2 separate regions of the Capra hircus genome follow, and region 1 is linked to region 2. The links are chromatin contacts, called in public Hi-C maps. All regions are on one chromosome and are shown on one strand. The core of a region is the stretch at or near the end of the contact, and the rest is flanking DNA. Distances in the headings are between cores, read along the strand shown. Region 1 holds the start of BAIAP2 (brain-specific angiogenesis inhibitor 1-associated protein 2). Region 2 overlaps BAIAP2 (brain-specific angiogenesis inhibitor 1-associated protein 2).

The links. A called contact is a pair of places that touch in the nucleus more often than the background predicts.
Region 1: a contact with region 2 is called in a Hi-C map of blood, with 2.8 times the contacts expected there. The contact joins the promoter of BAIAP2 here to the enhancer-like site in region 2. A contact is called at or near these places in 2 of 5 Hi-C or Micro-C datasets (both in blood).

Annotation. Positions count from the first base shown.
Region 1 is chr19:51,005,067-51,010,619 of ARS1.2, forward strand. It overlaps BAIAP2 (brain-specific angiogenesis inhibitor 1-associated protein 2), which reads right to left and starts at 1,515. Exons shown (of 14, transcript XM_018063625.1): 1 at 1,356-1,515. The coding sequence starts at 1,409.
Region 2 is chr19:50,956,090-50,961,851 of ARS1.2, forward strand. BAIAP2 (brain-specific angiogenesis inhibitor 1-associated protein 2) reads right to left here. Exons shown (of 14, transcript XM_018063625.1): 7 at 2,573-2,725. Among named protein-coding and RNA genes, the nearest start is that of MIR338, 25 kb to the left of the region's middle. Within about 2 kb of position 1,507, at least 2 of the 5 cell types and tissues checked have an H3K27ac peak or open chromatin away from gene starts, as enhancers often do.

The DNA.
Region 1 (5,553 bases), core at 265-2,764, 49 kb after region 2:
GACCAACACTGGCACTTCTCTTCCACCCTCTGCAATAATGAGCAAGTGGAAATGAAACTAATGACTAATAATTTAATAAATCTCCCTCCCTGACAACCATTTACAGAGCAACACAACCAAAAAGCGTATGCCACTGACTCTCGTGATACAAACATAAAAACACCAGAGGCTGTTCCTTTTACGTGCTGCTTCCTCGTCAGTCTTCACTCCTGTTTACCAGCAGCTCCAACATGGCTTCAGAACTGACTTAGTCCACCCTGACCCGGCCTCCAGATTCTTCCAGGTGACCTAGCTGCAACTTTAAAAACCTTTATTAGCAGCTGGGATTGACTGCGGCCGTGCTGGACTCCAGCTGAAAGCTAAGGGCCCATCAGAGGCCTCCCTCCGCGCGCAAAGAGGGCTTGGCAGGCCGCTGGCTAAGGAGGCACAGCGTAGTTGTTTAACACAATTAGAAACTGTTGCTCTGCCAGCGCGCTGCAATCCCACTCCGCCGCCATGAACCAGCCGCCGCCTAAATATCAACTCCGAAACCCCTCGGCCCCCCGCGTAACCCCCAGACACAGTTTTGAAACAGAGCCCGGCTTTGTACGAAGCCCGCGTGGACCGCCCAGGGCACGACTCTCCCGTGAGGAAATGCTGCCGTCAACAGCCCTGAGCCTCCGGAGCCTGGCTCTGTGCTGGTGGGGGTGGGGGTCCAAACCGAGAAAATGGATGCTAAGAAACGGAAACTCGGGTGTCTGCCAACGTGCACACCCGCGCAAAACCGGCCCCGGGCGGGGGCGGCGAGGGTCCGGCGGGTTGCCGGCGCTCCGACACACACGCCCGCGTTCCGCACCGGGGGCTGAGAGTCGACTCCTCACACATCAGAAGCAGAGGCGGGCGCGCCAGCCTCCCACACAATTAGTCTTCTCCCTCCGCGGTTACATAAGATGACGGATTATCTGTCTACCCATCCAACCTGCCCGCGCGCGACCTCCCACCCGGCCACATCCACCGAGAAGGAGTTGTGGAAAGGGAAAGCCTGTTGAGAAAAAAGTGCCCCAGGCTTGCGTAACCGTGCCCGGCGGGGCCACCGCGGGGCGCAGGGCGACGGACAGCCGTGGCCCCGGACCCCGCAGACCTCGGACTCCGCAGTCCGCACCCCTACTCAACTCGGGTCCGAAGGCTCCGGCCCCCGCGCACGCGGAAGACGCACGGAAGGGCGCGCGGGGGCAGCGAGAAGCTGTTGGGGCAAGCGGACCCGAGCCAACCTCTGCCGGGCTGGCGCTGGGTCCCCGCGGCAGCGCCGGTTAGACCCCCGAGGACCCAGGGACGGCCCGGGGAGGGCGCGAGGGCGCGTGTGGCACGTAGCTCACCTTGTAGACATTTTCCGTGAGCCGGTGCATCTCCTCCGAGCGAGACAGTGACATGGTGCTGGTCCGGCTGCACCACTGACCAAACCAGGGGCGCAAGTAGCGGCGACTGCGGAAGCGACGAGGAAACCCGACAAACAGCACACGGAACCTGACCAGGAGCGCGGCGCCCCGCCGGCAGCCTCCTTTATAGTCGACCAGGCCCCGCCCCCTAGAGGCCCCGCCTCCCGCGCGCCCGCCCCCGCCGCACCCGGCTCACCACCCCCGGCCTCCCGCCCCCGCCCAGCCGCTGCTGCTAGGCAACCGACAGGCCCCGCCCCCCGCGCCGTCTTTCCCATTGGTGAATTCCATAGACGGGGAAGGGGGCGGGGACAAGGGCGGGGTTTGTGGGCCGGCAGCAAGGAGCGATTGGTCCATGGCGCCGTCGATCGCGGGGGAGGAGGCGGAGGCGCGGCGCGGGATGGGGCCCTGGGAACAGCCTGGGGGGCCGGGGCGACAGCAGTGCTGGGGGCGGGGAGGCGGGGGCGGGGTGGCGCAGGAAGAAGGGAGCAGAAACGGGGTGGGGGCGGAACGCCGGCCGCGAACGCGCGTGGGGGAGGCACTCCGCAAAGTGGCGAGTCAGGGTGGCCGGGTCCTGGGCGCCGCTCCCCCGAAAGCGGTCGGGATCAGGCGTCCGCACTGGGCAACGGAGGTCCCTGAACGCTCGGACACTTCCTGGGGAAGGGGGAGGGGGCAAGGGTACGGACTTGGTGAAGGAGGGTGAGAGGCTGGCGTGCTGTCCCAAGGGTCCAGCCTCTACCGGGCACTTTCGGAGGTAAGTCTGGTGGGTGGCTGCGACCCTTGGGCCGGCTCTTCCGGGGAGGAAGGACCCTGAAACGGGTCTCAGGGGAGGGAGGACCCTGGGGAAGACCCTAGAGAGGGGTGGACCAGGGGAAAAGACCCTGGGAGGGGTGCATCGTGAGCGGGGCGGTGGTGGGGAGGGCCTTGGGGCTGGGATTCTAGGGAGGACAGAGCCCTGGGTTGCAGAGAAGGACTCTGCGGAGAGGGGTTTTGGGGGTGCAGATTCTGGAAGCGGTGGAGGAGGGATGGGGAAAGGATCCTGTGGTGAGGATTGAGGGGCGCTCAGAGAAAGAGGACCCTCGTGATGGTGGCAGAAGATCTTCCTTGCGGGGTAGTTTCCCTGGGGAGAGGAGACTCAGGGAAGGGGAGGGGCAGGGAAGAGGGAGGTGGGGTTGGGGGTAGGGAGGTGGGGAGAGGGAAAACCTGGGGGAGGGTGAAACTTCCTGGATGGAAGAGATGGGATCAGAGATGTCTGATTTTTGAAAGCAATTCCTGGGAGGTTCTGCTGAGGAAGTTGACCAAGTTGGCACAGAGGGTTCCTGGTACAATTCCTTTGGGGAAATATTTACATAAATTAGACTAACATAGAGAAATTATTTGCTTTACCTTGTAAAACACCAGATCTAAGTGTTTCTCTTTAATTAAACCTGACACTCTCCACCAGCACCACCAGCATCCCATCCCTGGACAGTCATCCCTTCAAGAGCAGGTGCCCAAGAGACAGAACCCCCAAGATGGCTGGAGGACTCCAGAAGACAGTAGGGGCTGAGGCAGGTTTTTTCCATGGGGTCATTAACCGGAATGAACTACGCTCTGCTTCACATGGATTCAAAGAAAATGGAAGGGATATTCAGGAAGCATTTGCCTTCCCTCCTAACCTCAGAGCCTTCGTTCACAGAGATACTTCTTGGTTTAATTTCCTTTCAACACCAGCGCCAGTTTCTTCCTTTTTATTGCTTTCAGTGTTTTAAGGTAGATTTCAGTGTAGTATGTAATTTCTGGGATTCTTTTGGTTGCAAGTAACAGAAAGCCGGCTCAAACTGGCTCCAACAATGAGGGCGTTGTTGACTCACGTGTCAGAAGTCAGGCCTGTCTTCCTCCCCCAGCTCCCTTTCTTCCAGGCCAGCTAGAGGCAGCTTCCATCCTTCCCACCCCAAGACTGATGTGCATTGACCTGTATGAGGTAACAGACCAATGAGGAGCCAGGTGGGTACAGAGCAAGAGCTGTTGCTCATCCAAAGGGCCCAGAGTGGCCAGGACGAGGAGAATGGTGGGGGGAGGCTGGCCGGTGAAGACAGGGTCTCAGTGCTCTGGGAGGGGAATTAGCCTGGGGAGAATTCTCTGGGCTGTCTGCTCCCATCAGTCACGAGACAGCAGAGGAAGGAGAGGGGCGTTCCAGAAAAGCTTCCATGGCCCCGAGCCCCACCCTACCCCACCCTCTAGAAGATCCTAGTCTTGATCGCCCTCCTTCTGCCCAACTGGATGCTCGCGTTTGGTAGCAGCTGAGACAGGAGGGCTAATCGCCTCACTTTGGGCCTGCACACTCCAGCTGACATCTGGGCAGGAGATGAACAGCTGAGAGGGAAGCCATCATTCAGAAGAGCATTCACTGAGCACCTGGGGCAAGTGAAAATAAGCATATCCAGCGAAATGGCATTGAGAATGTGGGGCCGATGGCAGATGCAGGGCAGGACTGGAAAGGGGCTTACACCTGGGCCTGGAGAATTGCAGTGAGAAAGTCTGCCCCCTGCTGGGCAGCTTCCTTTCCCCCGCCCATCCTCCAACCACCAGTCTACTGGGGTGCCTGGGCCTGCATGCTGACCCCTTCAGCAGCGAGGAGGTCTGAGCCACAGGCCAGGAGCCCACCAGTGATCCCTGAGGCCTTTCTTAGTTAGGTGGGAGCCCTTTCAGACGGCAGCAGTGTCTGAGCGGGGCTGAGCAGTGCCCAGGGCTAGGGGTGGGCTGGGTGCTGAGGTGGTCCCCGTGCCACTCCTGGGAGTCAGAGGGGCCCGCTTAGGGTCAGAGCCACCTCTCTTCAAGACCAGCAAGTCATTGCCATGATGGAGAGGCTCTGCTTGTCTCACCGGCCCTGCAAGGACTAGCGGCAGGGCCAGCACCCCAAGCCCCCTGCCCTCGCCCAGACAAGGGGGTTGTTCTCCCTGCACTATTTAGGGGGGGGTGGTGGGCAGTGGCTTTCTATAGATGAGCAGCTCATCACGAGTCCCTGAGAAAGCAGATGGGCTGGAATCTGCCCACTGCTGGTCTCCCTGTCACTTCTGCCTGCCTGTCCTCACCTCTATGGGCCAAGCGACCAGAGAAGTGTGTAGCCATGGCGACCTGCAGCACCCCACCTCTGAACCTGAAGTCCCCCCATCCCCGGCACCGGTGATGGGGCCTCGCGCACATTGGGTGCCGAGCCAGGGTCAGCGGCAAGACTCTGACCACGTGGTGCTGCCGACACTGACCCTGGGTCAGCTGACCCCAGCACGGGTGGCCCAGGAGAAAAAGGCTGGAAGCAGGGAGAATCAAAGTGCATCTCTTCATCAGCTTATTTTTAGTCGCGTTATGTAAGTGGCTTCATCTCAACGTCACGTAGGGAGGGGGGGTCTCAGATTTAATTACAGGATGACAGCCTCTGCTTTTCAAGCAAGCTGTTCTCCTGGCAAGGCAGACACAAGGATCTGTGATTTTTTGCTAAACAGAAGGAGCCCTTTCTGAGGTGACCGCAAAACTTTCAGGGTTTTCACCACCATCTCTCTCTCTCTGACCAGCCCAACCGGGTTTCTGCGGAGCTTGGCCTAAGGGGGTGGCAGTGTGTCTCAGATCACAGGGAAATTTCGTGCCTGTCAAGGGAGCTGTTTCTCCACCACCCTCTCCTGGCAGCCTCCCCGTCTCTCTAAGAGAAGGATCCACCCAATCAGAACTCCTCTTCCTTTTCTCCTTCCTGGATTAGAGCACTTGTAATCGGCAACCAGAAAGTTCCAGAGCAGGAGAGAGAGGAGGCGTGGACACTGTCGCGTCTTCCCATCCTCTCTGGCCCTTTCTGCCTCCCCCCTTTATGCCAGGGCTCTATGACGGGGCAGGGCTACCAGGCCGGACTGTCCAAATTGTGTCCAGAGGACTGGTTTCTTGGTCCTCAGCCCACATTCTTCACACTGTCAGCGTTGTCAGCAAGAAGGCGTGGGGGTGCCTGGAGCCGGAAGCTCCGGGCGGGTGTGGTGGGGGAGGCCTGTGTCCTGCCAGCAGGAAGTTCACCTCAGCGGCCTCCAGCACACCATGGCCTAGGACGGCTGCGGCAGGGCCACGTCGCCTGCCACGGGGTGAAGCTTGGTGTCTACCTGGGACTGGTAAGGGCGTGGGC
Region 2 (5,762 bases), core at 257-2,756:
GCTCCTGAAGAGACACACCCAACCCCAGGTGGGCACACCTGGCTGGGGCTGCTCTTCGCCAGGTGGGGTGCCTCAACCAGGTGAGCCACCTCTAAGTCCCTGACTCCCGACCTGGGAAAGGGCCGGATATGGTATAGCATGCCCCCCAGCTGAGAGACCCTCAGAATGAGGTCAAACCAAGGCCTGACCCAAGAGGGGCCTCCCCAGGGGCCTGAGGGAGTTGAAAGAACAGGGGCCCACGTGGTCAGCCATGGAACAGGATAGGCTCTTTGTGGTGAGGTACCAGAAAGAGTGCTGTTCAGGTAGACTTGAGGGCCAGGAAACCTCACAGGGACAGAGAGGGGACTGTGGGGAAGGGACAGAGCTGCCCAGGGCCCAACTGTGGTCCGCGCTCCCCCACCCCAACCCAGGGGCCCTCGAGCCCAGCTGTCCCTCCAATGTGCTCTGGGGTCTGCCCAGGACACAGGGGGCTAGAGGGCACAAGGGCCTGATAAAGCACGAGGAAGCCCCAGGCCTGACCAGGGTCCCAGGGTGGGGGTGTGGCCAAAAGCAAGACACTAGCCTGAGACCCGCTGCAGCCCATTCAGGGGGCCCGGATCCACGGCATGGACACACTTAGGGCCCTGGAGATGGCTCTGCCTCCCGTCCTAGCCCTCTGGCCAAGGCGGGCTACCCTCCCTGCGACATGTGATACAACTGTGTTTCCACGCAGATCCCAGACCCACCTTGGGTGGAGCTTAGGGCAGTCAAGGTCTCCAGGACCTTGGACGGGTCTGTCCGGCCCTCACTGTCTCTCCTCATTTATCTTCCCACTTCTTTTGGCCTGTGTCTGGGGCAGGGAGGTGGCGCCCACATGGGAAAGCTGGGGGATGCTGGACAAACAGCCCTTCAGAGCAGGCCAGGGCCCCTCCCCCAACTTCTGGTTTAGTCCTGGGGCCAGCACACCCCTGCATGAGGGCTGGCTGCTTATCTGCATAGAATGTTTAACTGGAAAACAGCCAGGGCAGTTGGCTTACATGTCAGTGGCCACATTCCCTGTGCACTGGCCCAAACTGAAGAGAGTTACAATCCAGCCTCTGGCTGAAAGGAACAGTTGATGGGTCTGGGCTGGTGGTGAAAAACTGGATCAGCAGGAACCCTCACCAACAGGGACAACTCAGGGCTCCCCCTCAGTTGATGGCCCTGTCACTGTCAGGCCTGAACCCAGGCAACAGGGAAATGTTAGCTGCCCGCTGCTAGGAACAGCAGGTGGGGCTCTGCCTTCATGCCCTGGTGCCCCAGACCCGGGGCTTTTGCCTTTCTCAAACCTCCTGGGGGGCTGGGGTCCAGTTTCTTGGGAAGTCATCTCGCATACACACGATCTGCCCTCCCGCAGGAAACAGAGATGGTGACATCCTGGAAAAGGATGGCTTTCCTGCTTTCCTTCTAGCACGGATGGGTCCACGCTCTCCTAAGCAGCCATAGGGCCCAGCGGCCACCAGAGGGCGCACATGCCTGCCGCGTGGCTGCTGGAGCCGCGTGGGCGCTGCGGTGGCCTTGCCGGAGCACTGCGGCTCTAGCAAGCACCTCCCCGCTGCCAGCCAGCCCTCCAGGCACAGGACCTGAACGCAAAGTCTCACGCGGTGGGGTGGCCCCACCCTGACCCTGCAGAGGACAGAAGGCCCATCACTGTCCTTGCGCTGCACCTGTGGCAGCAGCAGACCCTCGGGCAGGCCCAGGCAGGTAGGAGCCTCTCCGTGGAGGCTGAGGTCATCTGTCAGCCTGGGGACCAGAAGCTGAGTCAGATCAAACACATGTGAGGTGCTACCCCCAGAACCCCTTTATGGAAAAAAGGACACAAATGAGGGTTTCCTTGGTTGGCTCGGGCTGCCTAACCACACCTAAGCTCTCAGAACATTCTGGAATGTTCCAGATGACACCTCTGATCCCACTCCAGTTCCTACCTGTGGACTACGGGGAACAGAAGCCCCACTGAAGCTATCTGTTTTTTCAGGGGAGATGATGTGTCCTCTGGGTGGTGCTGGCCTCGGGGGGCTAAGCTGGCCTCTATAGGGGCTGGTACTACAGCACCTCCCAAGGAGCTTGCTCCCTGGAGAAGACCTTCTCAGTGGGCTACTGATGTGAATAGTGAAACTTTAAGTGTTAGTTGTTCAGTTGTGTTCCACTCTTTGCGATCCCATGGACTGTAGCTCGCCAGGTTCCTCTGTCCATGAAACTCTCTAGGCAAGAATACTGGAGTGGGTTGCCATTGCCTTCTCCAAGGGATTTTCCTGACCCAGGGATTGAACCCTGGTCTCCTGCATTGCAAGCAGATTCTTTACTGTCAGAGCCACCAGGAAAGCTTGAGTTACTGGTGTAACTGCTCTTAAAAAAAGCACCTGGCAATTTCTGCTGGGAGTTGTAAAACATCTGCAACCTTGACCTGGTGACTGTCCTTCCAGAACTCTCCTCCTGAGGAGGTCGAAAACGCAGTGTTCCCTCATCACAGCTCAAGGTGGGGCACGCCCCCATGTTCCCCAGGGAGGCAGTTTGTGCCAGTGAGGGCCCAGCCCCACGAAGAGCAAGTACCCACCTTGGAGTGGTAGGCGGCGGAGTTCTTGGCCACGGCGCACTGCTTTTCCACCAGGAAGCAGAACCTCCGCCTCTCCTCGGTGAGGGCGGTCTTGTAGCCGTCGGACACGTAGCTCTCTAGCTCACCCTGCTTGTTGCCGATGGCGTCGATGTACTGGGGGTGGGAGAGGCAGATAAGCCCGAAACGGGACAACACTTCATCACCACCCGTTCTGAGCAGCCCCACAGAGGGGGAGAACACTTCTTGGCCAGCCCACTGGTGTGGGCGCTTGGCTGTGTGACTCACTTTGGCCATGAGGCTATCCCGCTGAGCCACTGCCCCCTGGTCCCCTGGCAGCTGCATGTGTGGGGACCACGTGGCAGACTGCCCGGTGAGGCTGGTGTGGCACCTCCCTCAGACCCCGACACCAACCATAAAGGCCATCCCGATAGTTGGAAGACCAGGACAGCTCAGCTGGCACTGTGCATTCGAGAATGACTAGTTCACGCGCGAATCCCACGGGGGCGGGCAGAGCGCACAGTTCGATGCTACAGCACACCAGAACACTCTGGTTCTGCAGGATGGAAAGTTCCAGTAACAGTTCCACTGAGACTGGGGGCAGCTGTCCCAGGGAGGCCTGCAGGCCCCCCATGTCTGTGTGCAGCCCCGCCTCTGGGACGCAGGAGAGCCTTCCAGCCCCCTCCCTGTCTCCCCTCTCTCCCCCAAGCCCACTCCATGCTCCACAAGGGGCACAGACTCCTCTGTCCTGAACTGGGATCCCTTTCCACTGCGCTGCCGCCGGCTGGGGGGACCAGCCTTTACAGAATCAAGCCCCATCCTCCGGCAGGGGCAGACCTGGGCCACGAGCGGGCGGCCTCCCCCGCCTGACTCACCACCTCCCCCACAGCTCTGACTCAGCATGGGTGGGCGGTGCGGAGCCGGGTGGGCGCAGTGCAGGCTGTTTCTGGCCCCTCCCTGCCCTCCCCCCCACATCGCAGCAGCACGCAGCTGGAGGGCAAATGCCTGCTGGGCGTGGGCCGTCCGCAGCCCTGTCCCTAGCTCAAGCCTCTGCCAGTGTGAGCCTGCCTGCCCAGCACTCTCACCAGGACAGGGACCCTGCTCCCTCTGCACCTGCAGACCACCCTGCCTTCAACACTGAACTCCACTCTCCTCGCCCTGAGAGAGCAGCTTAAACGGGCCTCCACGTCCCCCACCCTGGAGGAGTCTGCCCTGGCCCTCTTGAGCAGCCGCAGGGCCAGCCAGGCCACAAGGTGTGCCTAACAAAGTCCGAGCAGGAGGGGAGAGGCCCTCAGGGCAGCCCTGCTGGCTGCCTCCACCAACCCCCCCACCCCCGCCCCCGTCCCCGAGCCCCACGTTATGAAACACGTGCGCACCCAGACCTCCAGCCTCTGCCCTTCCAGCCTGCAGAGTGGCTCCTCCAGGAAGCAGGAGAGTCTGCAGATGCAGGGTGCCATGGTGGGCAAGGCCATGCTGTGTGGAAGGACCCCTCAGATGCCGCCCACCAAGGGGCTGGCTCACACCCCAAAGCCCCCACGTGGGCAAGAGGCCTGAGGGTGGGAACACCTGCTGGACACAAGGGCCTGGAAGGGACAGGGCTCGCTCAGAGACAGGGACACTGATGCAGGCCCCTGCTGCCCGTGCCCCATCACCTAAACAGCAACCCGGCACTAGACCGAGACCCCCCAAGGGCCTCCACCCACTCTGCTCCGTGGCTGTCCTACCCGCTCCGGGGGACAGTGGAACATCGGTGTGGCCTTGCAGGCTTCAACCAGCCCTGGACCAAGATGCCTCCCTCGGCCTGCTCTCGAGTACATGGGCGCTCCTGGGCTCAGCTGTGATCCCGAGAGCCCCCTAAGGGGCTTCTAGAGTCTCTGCAAAGCTCTAGAAGGGGAAGTTTGGGGTTTAATCCCAGTAAAAGCCCCAGCCAGCCGGTCCCTGGGGTTACCACCTCCCACCCTCCTGGGGCGCCGCTCCAGCGCCAGGCAGGCCTGGGAGGCAGGGCGGGCGTGGCGTGAAAAGGTTGAGGCCCTGAGAAGTCAGCACAGAGCCTCGAGAAGGCAGGCCCAAAGGAGGCACCCACGGTCACCTAAGCAGAGACTTTGGGGGCGGAGGAAGGCACCTCTGTGAGCGGTCACCCCAGGACAGCGGTGTAAACCGGGACGCGGGCCCCCCGGGTCCAGCCACCCTGAGCCCGCTGCTGAGGACGGCTCCTCCTTGCACCGCCCGGCGTCCCTGTCCGTCCTGCAGCCGGTTTCTGGGTTTTCAGGCTGCGGTAACGTCTTTCACCTCAATGTTCCCACTCCCTAGAGGGGAAAGAAACCGGCTCCGGGCGAGCTGGCGCGGGGTGCTGGCCTCATTAGCTGCCTGGCAGCCTCCCGTGCCGGGGGAGGAAGTGGTGGTTTATTTTTAAGATTTCCATTTATTCAAACGAGCCCCAAGATCAGCCAGAAGCAGCTCAGGTCTCAGGCAAGGACCCGGGGGCTCTCGGAGCCATGCAGTGTCTTTCCAGGACCACACCTGCCCAGGATGGGGCAGGAGACACGTCGGCCTGGCTGGGGTGCCCGGCCCAGGAGAGCTGACCCTTTCTCCTCCCCCAGCATCTGGCCAGGACCCAGGCTGCCACTTCTGTCGAGGAATAACTGCCAGCCCTCCTGACCTCCTTCCCCAAAGCTGCCTCCTTGCAGAGGGAGGCCACCACTTTGAAGGGCAGACCCTAGAAATCTAGGCCGAGTGAGGAGCTTCGCGTCCAAAGGGGCTGGAGAGGAGGATACCCCAGGCCACACTGGCCGCGGTGGGCAGGGGACATTCCCGAACATGCAGGAGCGCCCACGCTCTCTGGGACGGGCAGAGGACAGAATGTGCCTCACCCGACAGACCTGAGGAGCTCCAAACAGGCCACAGAAAATGGCCTGAGCCCATCCCTGCTGCAGGCGGGCACCGTGGCCAGGCTCCCAGCGTCCTGCCTCCCCACCCCCCACCCCTGCTCCTGGCTTAGCGGGTGCTATGGCGACGGCACTATAGAAACACCCAGCTGAAAGCATTTAAGACCCACGGAACGCTCCCACTTAGTCACCCTGGGCTGAACAGCCCTGTAATCCGAGAAGACAAAAGTGATCAGGACGCATGTCTCCTCTGCGGAGCGGCCCAGTGACTCAGAACGGGGGAGGGGCGCTCTAGCAAACACCCGGGG